Linked DNA regions of Sus scrofa: regions 1 and 3 are each linked to region 2. Evidence: chromatin contacts called from public HiChIP or PLAC-seq data. All regions are on one chromosome and are shown on one strand. The core of a region is the stretch at or near the end of the contact, and the rest is flanking DNA. Distances in the headings are between cores, read along the strand shown. Region 1 holds the start of CD63 (CD63 antigen). Region 2 holds the start of MYL6 (myosin, light chain 6, alkali, smooth muscle and non-muscle). Region 3 holds the start of SARNP (SAP domain-containing ribonucleoprotein).

Region 1 (3,272 bases), core at 118-2,617, 380 kb after region 2:
CAGGGATCAAACCCACATTCTCATGGTTACTAGTTGGGTTTGTTAACCCACTGAGCCACAGTGGGAACTCCCTGCCATGGACTTTTAAAACTACTCCTTTTTTGGAAGTTCCCATTGTGGTCCAGCAGTAATGAACCCAACTAGTTATGAGGATGCGGTTCAATCCCAGTCCTCGCTCGGCTCAGTGGGTGAAGGATCTGGCCTTGCCGTGAGCTGTGGTGTAGGTTGCAGACACCGCTCGGATCTGGCGTTGCTGTGGTTGTCTCTGACTCAACCCCTAGCCTGGGACCTTCCGTATGCCTGAAAAGACAAAAATTAAAAATAAATAAATAAATAAACAAAACGACTCCTCTTTTACACCTGGCCCTTTCCTTGGCACTGGAACTGATGCTTGCCCTTTTATTCGCCAAGCTCCCCTGGGAGAGCACCACCCACCTCTGTGAAATCTTTTTCTTTTTCCCTCTGGGGCATCGGCACCTCCTGCCCCTCCCTCTGAGCTAGTCCAGCTGCCACCAGGGGTTTCTGCGTCTATTCACAGTGTGGGCTTGGTTCTGCCTGCTGGCAGAGGACAGGGCCATCAACTTCCTCACCTCGCTGGCCCTGTGCCCAGCACATGCCTGGCAGAAACAGAGGAATACTCCTTTCTTCGGAGTCTTGGCTCCTCCTCCCCAGCCTGCCTGCAGGTGATAACTGGGGAGCAATGTCCAGAAGGGGCTTGGTGTGTTTCGCTTGAAGATAGTGATCCTGGAAACTGGTTCTCAGCCCAGCCCAGCCCAGTGCGCCTTCCTTTTGCTCTTAAAGTTTCCTTCCTTCTTTGTGTACACACACCACAGCTCAGGAAATGGTTCTTCAGGCAGGACCAGAAAAACGCAAGGGGTGGGTTCAGGCTGGGCGGGCAGCGGTGTGGTGGCTGGTTCCGTCCTTGCCCCGTTCACACAGTTTCTTCTGGAGCCCACCCCCCCCTCACCTTCCAGTCCTCTCCAGGCTTTGCCCCTGGGCTGTCCAGGACGGGCGAGGAAAATGCAGGGAATACGTGCTGTGCTCGCCTAAGTGTCCTCGGCACGCCTCCCGGGTAACAGGCTGATCCGGGAGTGGAGGGAGGGACCTCATTCATGACGCATCATGACTGACGGGGTGGGATGTCCTGGGAAAGGCTTCCTCTATTTCTCCGCTCACTCCTCCGGAATCCTACAAAATGGAGAATGGACTAACAATGGGAGCGGAGAGAAGGAACACCCCTTCTAGAATGGTGGGGGACCCCCAGGATGTGAAGCCAGGGACTTTCTAAAAGTGTTTATTCGCGACCCACCCTATCCCAGGGACCCAACAGCGCCCTCTACTGACTCGGGGAAGGGGTGAGGGGCTGGAACAGAGTTGGAGCGAGAGGAAGGGAGTGGGCTCTGGGTGGAGGATGAGGAGGCCTCTTGAAGACCATCTTGTCCCCTCGCCTCAGCTCCGCCGCCCGGGCTGGGTGCACAGAGGGTTCCTCTGGGCCGCTCATCCCTCCTTTAGCTCTCACACGTCTCCCCCGTTTGCCTGAGCCAAAGAAAAGCAGGCGGCGCCTGGTCCCCCTCTCCTACCCCGAGTTGGCACGGGGCTGGGGAAGCCAGGAGAACCCAGGCACCCCGGGGTCTTGCCCTTGGTGCCCTCCCTTTGCGGGGGGTGGGCGCCGTCTTCCAGGCAGGGGCCACGTGGCCTTGACCCGGCCGGGGTCTCGGCCTTCCTCCTGCAGGCCGGGTGACTCAGGCCGCAGCTGTTCTCGCGTCACATGAGGGAGGCTGGCGGCTACTCGGCGGGGGAGGGGGCTGCGGATGGAGCCGGGGCGGGGCCGCGCGCCGGGCGGGGCCGGAGCCGGGGGGCGCAGCTAGAGAGCCCCTGAGCCGCGGCGGGAGTGCAGCGCACAGCCTCGGGGAGCCCAGGTGAGGCCGCGGAGCCCGCTCCGGCTCTGGCGTCGGGGTGTTGGGGGGAATCGCCAGCCGCTCCCCGCTCAGGGCCTCGCTCCGGGCCTCTGAAGATCGGCTTCGCTCCCCCGCTGCTCCCGAGGCCCTCGCAACTTTGCAACTTTGGAAAGTTCCGGAGGCCCGGGAGGGGTGGGATGCGGAGCGCGGGACGCACTTATTTTTGGCGGTGGTCAGAGCCCAGGGGAAAGTGGCCTGGGGATCGGGCTAGAGCTGAGGACAATTTTGGGGGGCTGGTTGGGTGGGGAGGGGGTGTTTAACACCTGGGGGCTGGCGGGCCCAGGGTGGGCGTCCAGCCCTGGCCCCAGCGGGCGCCCTTGGATCAGTCCGGGGCCAGGGACGCGGCGGGGCGGGGTCCGGGCTGGGCGACGGGCGCCCCCACCCCTCTCCTGCAGGGAGAAGAGGGGGCTGGGAGACGTGGATCTGACCGCGGGTTTCCGGGTGGGAGGGGCCGGGAATGGGGGCCGCGCAGGGGAGGTCTCGAGGGCCGGCAGGGCGCTCCGAAGCCCGGATACCCCTTCGACCGGTTCTAATCCCCCTGCCCTCCCCTGTGCCCCAGGCCAGGCAGCCATGGCGGTGGAAGGAGGAATGAGATGTGTCAAGTTCTTGCTCTACGTTCTTCTGCTGGCCTTTTGCGTGAGTGGGGAGCGGGGACGATGGGGGCGCGCTGGCAGGGTGCGGGGAGAACTGGCTCGGGAGTGCTGACGGCTGAGGGGTCAAGAAGGAAGGCAGCTGGAGAGCAGATGTGGAAGGAACTCCCGGCTAACGGCCGAGGGCAGCGCGGCCATCGCCTCCTCCAGCTCAAAGCAGGGATCTTTGAGACTGTTTGGGATCGAGAATGGCCGGCCTGGGTGCCTAGCACCCTCCCCGTAATCCCTCCTTGCCTTTCCTGTCTGGTGACCCAACCTCTTGTGATATGGGGCAGTGGGGCAACCCGCCAACGGCTTGATGCTATCACCACGGGGTGCCCCTCCGCACCCTCCACCCCCCCTTCCTCTCCATTCCCTCATACCCCCTCCTTCCTGCTTGGGGGTTGGAGAGGGCTCTGTCCACCTAGATGGCTCCTGCCCTGGGCCCCCGGCTTGAGAGAGGATTGTTTGTCCAGGGAGGGGCAGGTCACCCTTACCCCGCTTCCTCCTCCCTTCTCCTCCCTGGCCTAGTGGGCCTGAGGAACCCGAGTCCTGAGGAACCCTAGTGGGCCCCAGGAACCCTAGTCACAGCTGGTGAGGATGTGGTGGGCACTGGAGGACAGTGAGAGGGCAGTTCTGGGAGCCCTGGAGGCCCATAGGAAGAGGCTCACAGGAAGCACTTCTC
Region 2 (3,811 bases), core at 815-3,314:
AAGCCGCAGGAGCCCTTCCTTTCCTGCCACACCCCCCAGGCCTCCCACTCCTGGGCTGGGCCAGGCCCTGCCCCTTGCCTCCTGGCATTTTGTGCAGCCCAAGCCCAGGGACAAGGAAAGCCCCAAACACTGTGCCTGACCTGCCCCTGATAGCCACTGCGTTTGTGAGAGCCTCCATTTGTCCCTTACCTTCATAGTTGATACAACCATTGCTGTCCTCATGCCCTGCCACCAGCATCTCTACTTCTTCCTCTGTCATCTTCTCACCTGCAGAGGGGAAGAGTGAGTGTTCTGGAACTGGGTGACAGGTGAGGTGTATCAGGTGGCACCTCAGCTCAAGGAGCAAGGGCGGAGCCTTACCCAGTGTGACAAGAACATGCCGGATCTCCGCACCCATGACGGTGCCGTTGCCCTCCTTGTCGAACACCCGCAGGCCTTCGACATAGTCCTCGTAGGTGCCCTGGTCCTTGTTCTTGGCCACAGTCTGCAGCATGGGCAGGAAGTGCTCGAAGTCCAGCACCTTCACGTTCATCTCTGCCACAAAGGGGGTGAGAGCAAAGTCACGTGTGTTCTTACTGGAGGTTACGGGGCTCCCACTCAAGGCAGGAGAAATCTGTGGGATTTGCTAGACAAGACCTGCTTGAGTTCAGGGCCTAGGAAGATAAAAGGAAGCTATTAGCCGGAGACTGCGGGCCTGCCACCATGCTGAGCAGGTTGTTCTGAGGACTCTTACCATCACTCTTGGGGTTCCCCAGGACCTTGAGCACCTCGGCGTTGGTGGGGTTCTGGCCCAGGGCCCTCATCACGTCCCCACACTGGCTGTACAGGATCTTGCCATCCCCTGTTCGGTCAAACAGCTGGAAGGCCTCCTTGAACTCTGAGGATTCGGATAAACATCAGCACCTGGCAGGCACAGATGAACCCAAACCCTCCCTCACAGTCCCCGTTGCCCATTCAACTTTAATCACGCTGAGGAAACCAGATATTTATACCACTGTACACCCAAGCCCTCTAAGAGGGATCTAGTGTCCCTTCTTCCCAACTCAGGTGTCCCACATAAAGACAGCTCTCCTCAAGCCCTGGCAGAGTGGTAACTGCCATTTCCATACCCCCTCTGCCTACAGCAAGCCTGCCCAGCCTCCTCACTACAGTACTCAGGGCAGGAATTTGCCACCGCCCAGTCTGGGCCTTGTCCTTATAAGGAAGTGGGAGCAGCAGCCTGGGACTGGGGTCATCCCAGCCTGCCACTCTCACCCCTTCAGTACAGAAAGAAATCTTTCAGAGAGTATAGCTGCAAAGAAGCGTCCTCAACAAACTCCCCTGTACCAGCAAAACAACAGGTCACTGCTTCTTACAACCTTCACAATTCCAAGCTGGGGGAGGGGGAAAGTTAGCACAGGAGGAGAGAAGAGGCAGAAGGAGGTGATTAAGGAACAGAGGAGCACAAGCAGCTTAATACATCACTCCCGAGCCCCACACACGGCAGACATTGGTGGCCAAGCTGTTTCACATGCTCACACCACCTACAGAACTCACCCGGTGCTTGGGGCTCAGATCTAGAGTAGAAAGGGAGGGAGGAAGAAAGATTGAGAAAAGAAAATGGAGGCCCAGAAGGAGGGAGAAGGGAATCCACGAGGTACTCCCTTGTGGGTGCTGAAGAAATGACAGGTAGGGGGTAGGTGCTAGAAGGAATGTCCCTCTCCCTAAGCATGACCTCAGCGGGGTCAGAGATTACCTACCTGCGGTCTGGTCCTCGGTGAAGTCACACTGCTCGGAGAAGAGGGGAGCGATCAGCATCTTAACTCCAATCCCCCAAGCTTCCAGCCCCGTCCCAAGAACTCTGAACCACGAACTCCTGTTCCATCCTGGGCACTCTCGCTTCCCAGCAGGGCAGGCTCTCAACATCTCCAACCCCACCTCCAACCCTCAAGTCCCTTTGCCCCCTACCTTCTGCCTTCTCTTCGCCCCCTACCCCCGGCTTCCCGCCTCTCGCCCCCAATCCCGCTCATCCTCCCAGCCCCGGGCCCCACCATCTTGACTGCTTGGCTCTGCGGGACCTTTTCCTGCAGTAATGGCTCCGGTTCTCGGCCCAACCCTAGTCTTAGTACGTCCCAATGACGTCACCCTCCGTTGACCCAGCCAATAGGGATCCTGGCCCGGTCTTATGCAGATGCTGCTGCTACATTAGTAAGGAGGTGGGCGGGGCCCGCTGCGGCTCATTTTTCAGAATAGTCCTACCCGGGGCACAGAAACCGCAGAGGAGGGTGGGGTGGGGCGCAAGGAATCTCCTCCTGCGAGCCGCAGGAAAATCGGGGGATGTCGGATTTGGGAGAGGAGATCCCTCCCTTTCCTTCCTTCCCTCCCCCACCTCTGAAGAAAGCAAGAGTCGGAGGTTTAGGGGAGGAACCGTCACTTTATTTTGAAACAATAGGTGGCCTCCTAGCGGCAGGAACTTGCTTTCGCCCGCGAGGGGTAGGGGGACTCCTTGTCGAGCCCCACTGCACCTGTGGAAAAAGATGAACGTTGCCAAATCCTGGAGCTCAAGCGCGCAGCAGGACGTGGAAACGTATGTCTCTGGTAGAGGGAAGGGAAGCAGGCTGGCCTCACAAGGCGAAGTGGGAGGGCCCTACCTGTAGAGCTCAGACGCTCAGGATGTGCTTCAGGAAGGCTGCAGAGAGAGGAGGCAAGAGGGGCTTCAGAAGATGGTCTTGATAATCCATCTGACTTTAGATAATTTGGGCCACAGGACGCGCCCCCACATACGAGGAGCCTCATGCTTCCCCTCTTCCCCTGTCTCTTCAGCTCCTAGCCGCTCACCTTCATAGTTGATGCAGCCGTTGCTGTCCTCATGTCCTGCCAGAACTGTCTCCACCTCCTCTTCAGTCATCCTCTCTCCTAAACCCCAGACACAGCGTTTTAGCCCCTGCCTTCCCTCCCTCATCAACCCAGGCCTCATTCTTCTGGGTGGTACCTCTTCTCCCACCCTGGAGACTTGCCCATAGCAACAGTCCCCCAAGAGAATCCTGTCCTTGTAATGCGCATGCCTTGAATGCCTCCCAGCATCTTGCTTTCCATTTCACCTCAGTTACACCTGGTGAAAGCTCCACAGACAAGGAAACTGAATTTCAGAGGATTAAGAGACACATACCATATCACAGAGGCCAACCATCTCTTCCAAAATAGAAGCTCAGATCTCCCATCTCATCCCCTTTCCTCTGCCCTTTGGGAGGCATCTGTACCCCAGAAGCAGGCTCTGACCTTCTCGGTCTTCTGCCCATGACCTCCAGGACAGTAATCCCTCCCTGGCTCTGCCTGCTTGGCTAACCTTCTTCTTGGTTCACCCCCTCCTCTCCACCCCACAGTTCTGGTCCCTGCCTCACCCAGGGTAGTGAGGACATGTCTGAGCTCTGCTCCCATGACTTTGCCGTTCCCCTCTTTGTCAAACACGCGAAGCCCCTCCAGGTAGTCCTGGTATGTGCCTTGCCCCTGGATCTTGGCCACTGCCTGGAGCATGGGCAGGAAAGTCTCAAAGTCTATACGTCGGGTCTTCAGCTCTGCAGATCAGAGAGGTGAAGGTGAGGTCACTGTGATGTCACCTAGGACTTAGCTCTCATCCCCACCACGAATTTCTTTTCTTTCTTTTTTTTTTTTTTTTTTTGGCCACACCCATAGCATGTGGAAATTCCCAGGCCAGGGATCAAACCTGTGCCACAGCAGCGACCCAGGGGGCTGTGGTGACAATGCCGGATCCTTAACCTGCTGTGCCACAAGGGAACTCCCCACTAAGGATTTTATTTGTTCAACATTCAGG
Region 3 (3,567 bases), core at 218-2,717, 300 kb after region 2:
CCAGAGCCACAGCAACATGGGATCCGAACTGCATCTGTGACCTACACCACAGCTCACGGCAATGCCGGATCCTTGACCCACTGAGCAAAGTCAGGGATCGAACCTGCAACCTCATGGTTCCTAGTCGGATTCGTTTCCACCATGCCACGACAGGAACTCCGTGTAGTCTGCTTTTTTTAAAGCTTCCCTGTGGGCCTTTGTACCAGGCTCTTAAACCATCTCCCATATCTCCCCCTGGACTCACAGTACAATAGGAGAGATGCTGAGGAATTTGCGGGAAGAGGTAAATTGGAGCCCGTAGTCCATCTGTTCCCAGTGTGTAAGTAGCCGAGCCTTTCCTTGGTCGGGAGTCTCAAAGGGTGTCCCTTTCACCGTATGTAGGAAAACATACATAGCCTGGTAGGAGGAAGGGGTAAGTGTGAGGAGGGCAGAAAGTAGTCTTCAGCCCAAGAAGTATGTATGCTAAGTTCCCCAAAGGAAGACAGAAATCCCAAATAACTGGTGATTTTGTTTTTGAGTGGGAAAGGCGTAGAGTGGGTAAAAGGGCATGGTTTAGTGCTTACCAAATTATGGATGACGTTGGTCAGGGTCCAGACAACAGGAATGCTGAAGAAGGGGATGCTGAGTAGAACCACATGCAGCAGTCCTACCAAGATGATGTAGGCCAGCCAGATGCCCCGACTATTCATCACTCGAGTGTTGGGGTTTACTTCGCTGTGTGCCACCCCCACATTCATCCTACCACAGTGGGGGATCAGGTAGGAGTCCAACTTAATCTCCTCTCAACCCCTCTGCGTCTGTTCCTCCAAGTTGTCTCCTAAAGAGCCAAAATCCCCTGGATTGTACTGGGGATGAAAGGACTTCCCCATCATGCACAAAGAAAAACTGAAGACTCGGGAGGAAAAATTTACAAGGCAAGAAGAGTCCTTTTTACATCTTGGAGACATAGTATGGTAAACTTTCTTCTGAGCCCTTTAAATGTAACTTGGAGTAAGCCCAGGCTTGGGGACGGGTATTACTTTCCTTAAGAAGTTAATAAGGAACAATGAAGACATTACAGTACACCCAAAATTGTAAAAGAGTATCATGGAAAACAACCAAGGAACCACCATTAAGGAGGGATGGGAGGGTAAAGCTACTTTTTCTAATCTAATCTCTATCTTTTCCTCTGGGGCTCGCCCCGTCCTGTCACTCATGTCTTTGGCATGTAAGCAGGCGGCATCCCAATTCCTTCTTTCAAGTGTGGGGTGCTGCAAGAATGTGCCCAGGGCTTTGGCGCTGAATTTGGAAGAGACCTGAGCTGAGTGTTTCGAGAGATGGTCCCAACTCCAGGGGGAGCCCTGATGGTCTGAACTTGGCCCTTTAAAATCGTGCTAGCCGTAAAGTTGATGACGCCTGGTTAGCAAGCAGCTCTCTCCGCCCTCTACCTATAATTCCCTAAACTCTGGTATTGAACCCGCCCCTTGCTCCTCCCAGCTTTCTTCTTCGGCTCTCAGCGTAGTCTTCAGCACTCCACTCTCGGTCTGTAGTTCGCCGCCGCCACCCACCCCTCACCCCCCACCCCCGGCCTCCTTCTTCCTCCGCCTCCCACCATTTTTCCTTAGGACCCATTTCTAATTTCTCAGAACCCTTACCTGCCAGATTCAGAAGCCCGTCCGGCTCGGGGCGCTCTGCTTCTTCCTCCTACACCTGCGGTCTCCAGGAAGCAGCCGCCCCGGCCATCTGCGCTCTCCCTATTGGTGGAGCAGAGTCAGCGCCGCTACCACCCATTGGCTGCCGGTCTGCCATACGGACTCACAATTGATCGCCATTTCCGTCTTTCGTAAAGTGCCGAACCCGCCCTACTCCCCGTTCCGCCTTTTGAGAGAGGTGGAGAAAGCCGCTTGGAGGGGTGAGGGCGACGCCAGCTCTTGACTAATGGGAAGAATTGATGGTAGGAGGCGGGAGTAAGAGCCACAGCGATTGGTTGGCCTTGGCTGTCGGCGCCGAGGCGGGAGCGCCCGGAGGCGGAGGCAGCGGGTGGGGGCCTGGCGGAGTGGAGGGGTAACAAGATGGCGACCGAGACGGTGGAGCTCCATAAGCTGAAGGTACCGGGAAGGGGGAAGGGCCGGGTCGGACTTTTCCGGAGGCCGAATTCTGCCGGCTGGCTTGCGCCTTTTCCTGAATATTCTCCTTTCAGGCTCTTTCACTTCTTTTCCTGGCTCCCTCCGTAGTTCTTTTGTGCCTTCCTCCTTTCCCACTACGCCTTCCCTGATTTCCCATTTCACCTCACGATTTTCCTGTATCTTTACTTGTTACTTCAGCTCCCTCCTCCAGCGTTGTGTCGTCCGACACTTCTCCCACCGGGTCGTGTAAGTGCCTTCAACCTCTTCTCTTGTTTCTCTTCAGACGGGATTACGTCAGTGGTCCCCTCTTGGCCCCGAGCCGGGCTCTAGACCCCTTTTTCTTCCCTGGGTTGGCGCTTTTCTGTTGTCCAAAGCTTAGATTCCCGGTAGCAGATGATGGCACTTGGTCTGTTTCTAGCTAGGTCTCAAACTTGACCCAGAAAATGCTTCCACCCCCTTGTTTTAGGTGGTCGGACGCCCCCGGGCGAACTTTGAAACCTGAGGAGAGGCCTCCGAAGATAGGCCAACCCCTTAGAGCCCTGGACTTTAGGAGACCTAAAGAGGTAGTGAAGGCAGATACTCCAGATTGACAAGTTTTGAGTTCTCTCAGTTCTCCGTCTGCCAGCCTCCCTCCCACCCCCACATCCCACCTGGAAGATGGCTTACTCAGAGCTGTAATATTTTGGGAAAATATTTCCAAGGCTAGGGTTACCTCTGTCCCAATTCATATCGCAGGTGGACCCTGCATCTCTTGGTGTCACCACTGGGTGACACTCAATCACAGAAGCCGTTTTAAGTTGGGTCTTGGGAATCTTGATAGCTTTTTCGTATTTAGATTATTATTTTCCTGGAAGAAAAGAGTAGTTTCTTTTAAGGTGAATTAATAGAGAATATCTTGATTAGTTGTCCATTTGTGCTTCACAAGTAGTTTCCCCATCACATATTTTGGTCACATCCTGGGGAACCTTTGGCAAACCAGGCTGATTTAGCCCAAGCTGAAAACCGATTCTTTAAAGCTTGATGAGTTTTGTTTTGTTTTGTTTTTAAAGTGTAAGGAAAGTAAGGGTGGAGAGAGGTCCTTTTAGTCACTGATTAGTTGACACCAGTTTGTCTTCCTGTGAAAGTTGATAGATTTCTTACTCTTGGATTCTAAGCTGTACTAGTGAGCTTTTGTGTCATCTTGGAGTTAGTTAACTTAGTACTGAAATGTGCAGATTGTATCAGTGGTCTCCTAATAGGATGACAAGTAAACAGAGTTGAGTGACCATCTCCATTATTTGTGTACTTATATAAATTATGTACTACTATACTGTTATGTTACAAAATAGGAAAGGAATTTTTGAATGAATTGGATAAAAAGGAAATATGAATAGGAGATCTAATATTTCCTTCATATTAGTTACATTTTTGAAACCCATAAAGTCACCAGCCTTGTGACTTGACTTTATGGATTTTGTGTTGA

Evidence for each region. HiChIP or PLAC-seq counts read pairs in DNA pulled down with a chosen protein or histone mark.
Region 1: an H3K27ac HiChIP or PLAC-seq map of alveolar macrophages shows a contact between it and region 2. The contact joins the promoter of CD63 here to the promoter of MYL6 in region 2. A contact is called at or near these places in 1 of 47 Hi-C or Micro-C datasets (heart right ventricle) and 1 of 2 datasets of contacts at active chromatin or transcription factors (alveolar macrophages).
Region 3: a contact with region 2 is called in an H3K27ac HiChIP or PLAC-seq map of alveolar macrophages. The contact joins the promoter of SARNP here to the promoter of MYL6 in region 2. A contact is called at or near these places in 1 of 47 Hi-C or Micro-C datasets (heart right ventricle) and 1 of 2 datasets of contacts at active chromatin or transcription factors (alveolar macrophages).

The regions. Positions count from the first base shown.
Region 1 is chr5:21,174,320-21,177,591 of Sscrofa11.1, reverse strand. CD63 (CD63 antigen) reads left to right here and starts at 1,367. Exons shown (of 8, transcript XM_005663878.2): 1 at 1,367-1,919; 2 at 2,518-2,594. The coding sequence starts at 2,529. LOC106510300 (basic proline-rich protein-like) reads right to left here and starts at 2,530. Exons shown (of 2, transcript XM_013997622.1): 1 at 2,222-2,530; 2 at 1,743-2,153. The coding sequence starts at 2,530. The coding sequence ends at 1,743. It overlaps LOC102162669 (a long non-coding RNA gene), which reads right to left and starts at 1,699. Exons shown (of 2, transcript XR_303407.3): 1 at 1,581-1,699; 2 at 353-1,188.
Region 2 is chr5:21,557,578-21,561,388 of Sscrofa11.1, reverse strand. It overlaps MYL6 (myosin, light chain 6, alkali, smooth muscle and non-muscle), which reads right to left and starts at 2,064. Exons shown (of 7, transcript NM_001163997.1): 1 at 2,031-2,064; 2 at 1,740-1,767; 3 at 734-877; 4 at 361-534; 5 at 190-267. The coding sequence starts at 2,033. MYL6B (myosin light chain 6B) reads right to left here. Exons shown (of 8, transcript XM_003126266.3): 5 at 3,381-3,554; 6 at 2,818-2,895; 7 at 2,631-2,668; 8 at 2,394-2,504. The coding sequence ends at 2,640.
Region 3 is chr5:21,260,337-21,263,903 of Sscrofa11.1, reverse strand. SARNP (SAP domain-containing ribonucleoprotein) reads left to right here and starts at 1,467. Exons shown (of 11, transcript XM_003126256.4): 1 at 1,467-2,087. The coding sequence starts at 2,052. It overlaps ORMDL2 (ORM1-like protein 2), which reads right to left and starts at 1,770. Exons shown (of 4, transcript XM_003126257.5): 1 at 1,635-1,770; 2 at 564-817; 3 at 245-396. The coding sequence starts at 737. LOC106510299 (a long non-coding RNA gene) reads left to right here and starts at 2,094. Exons shown (of 3, transcript XR_001308700.2): 1 at 2,094-2,668.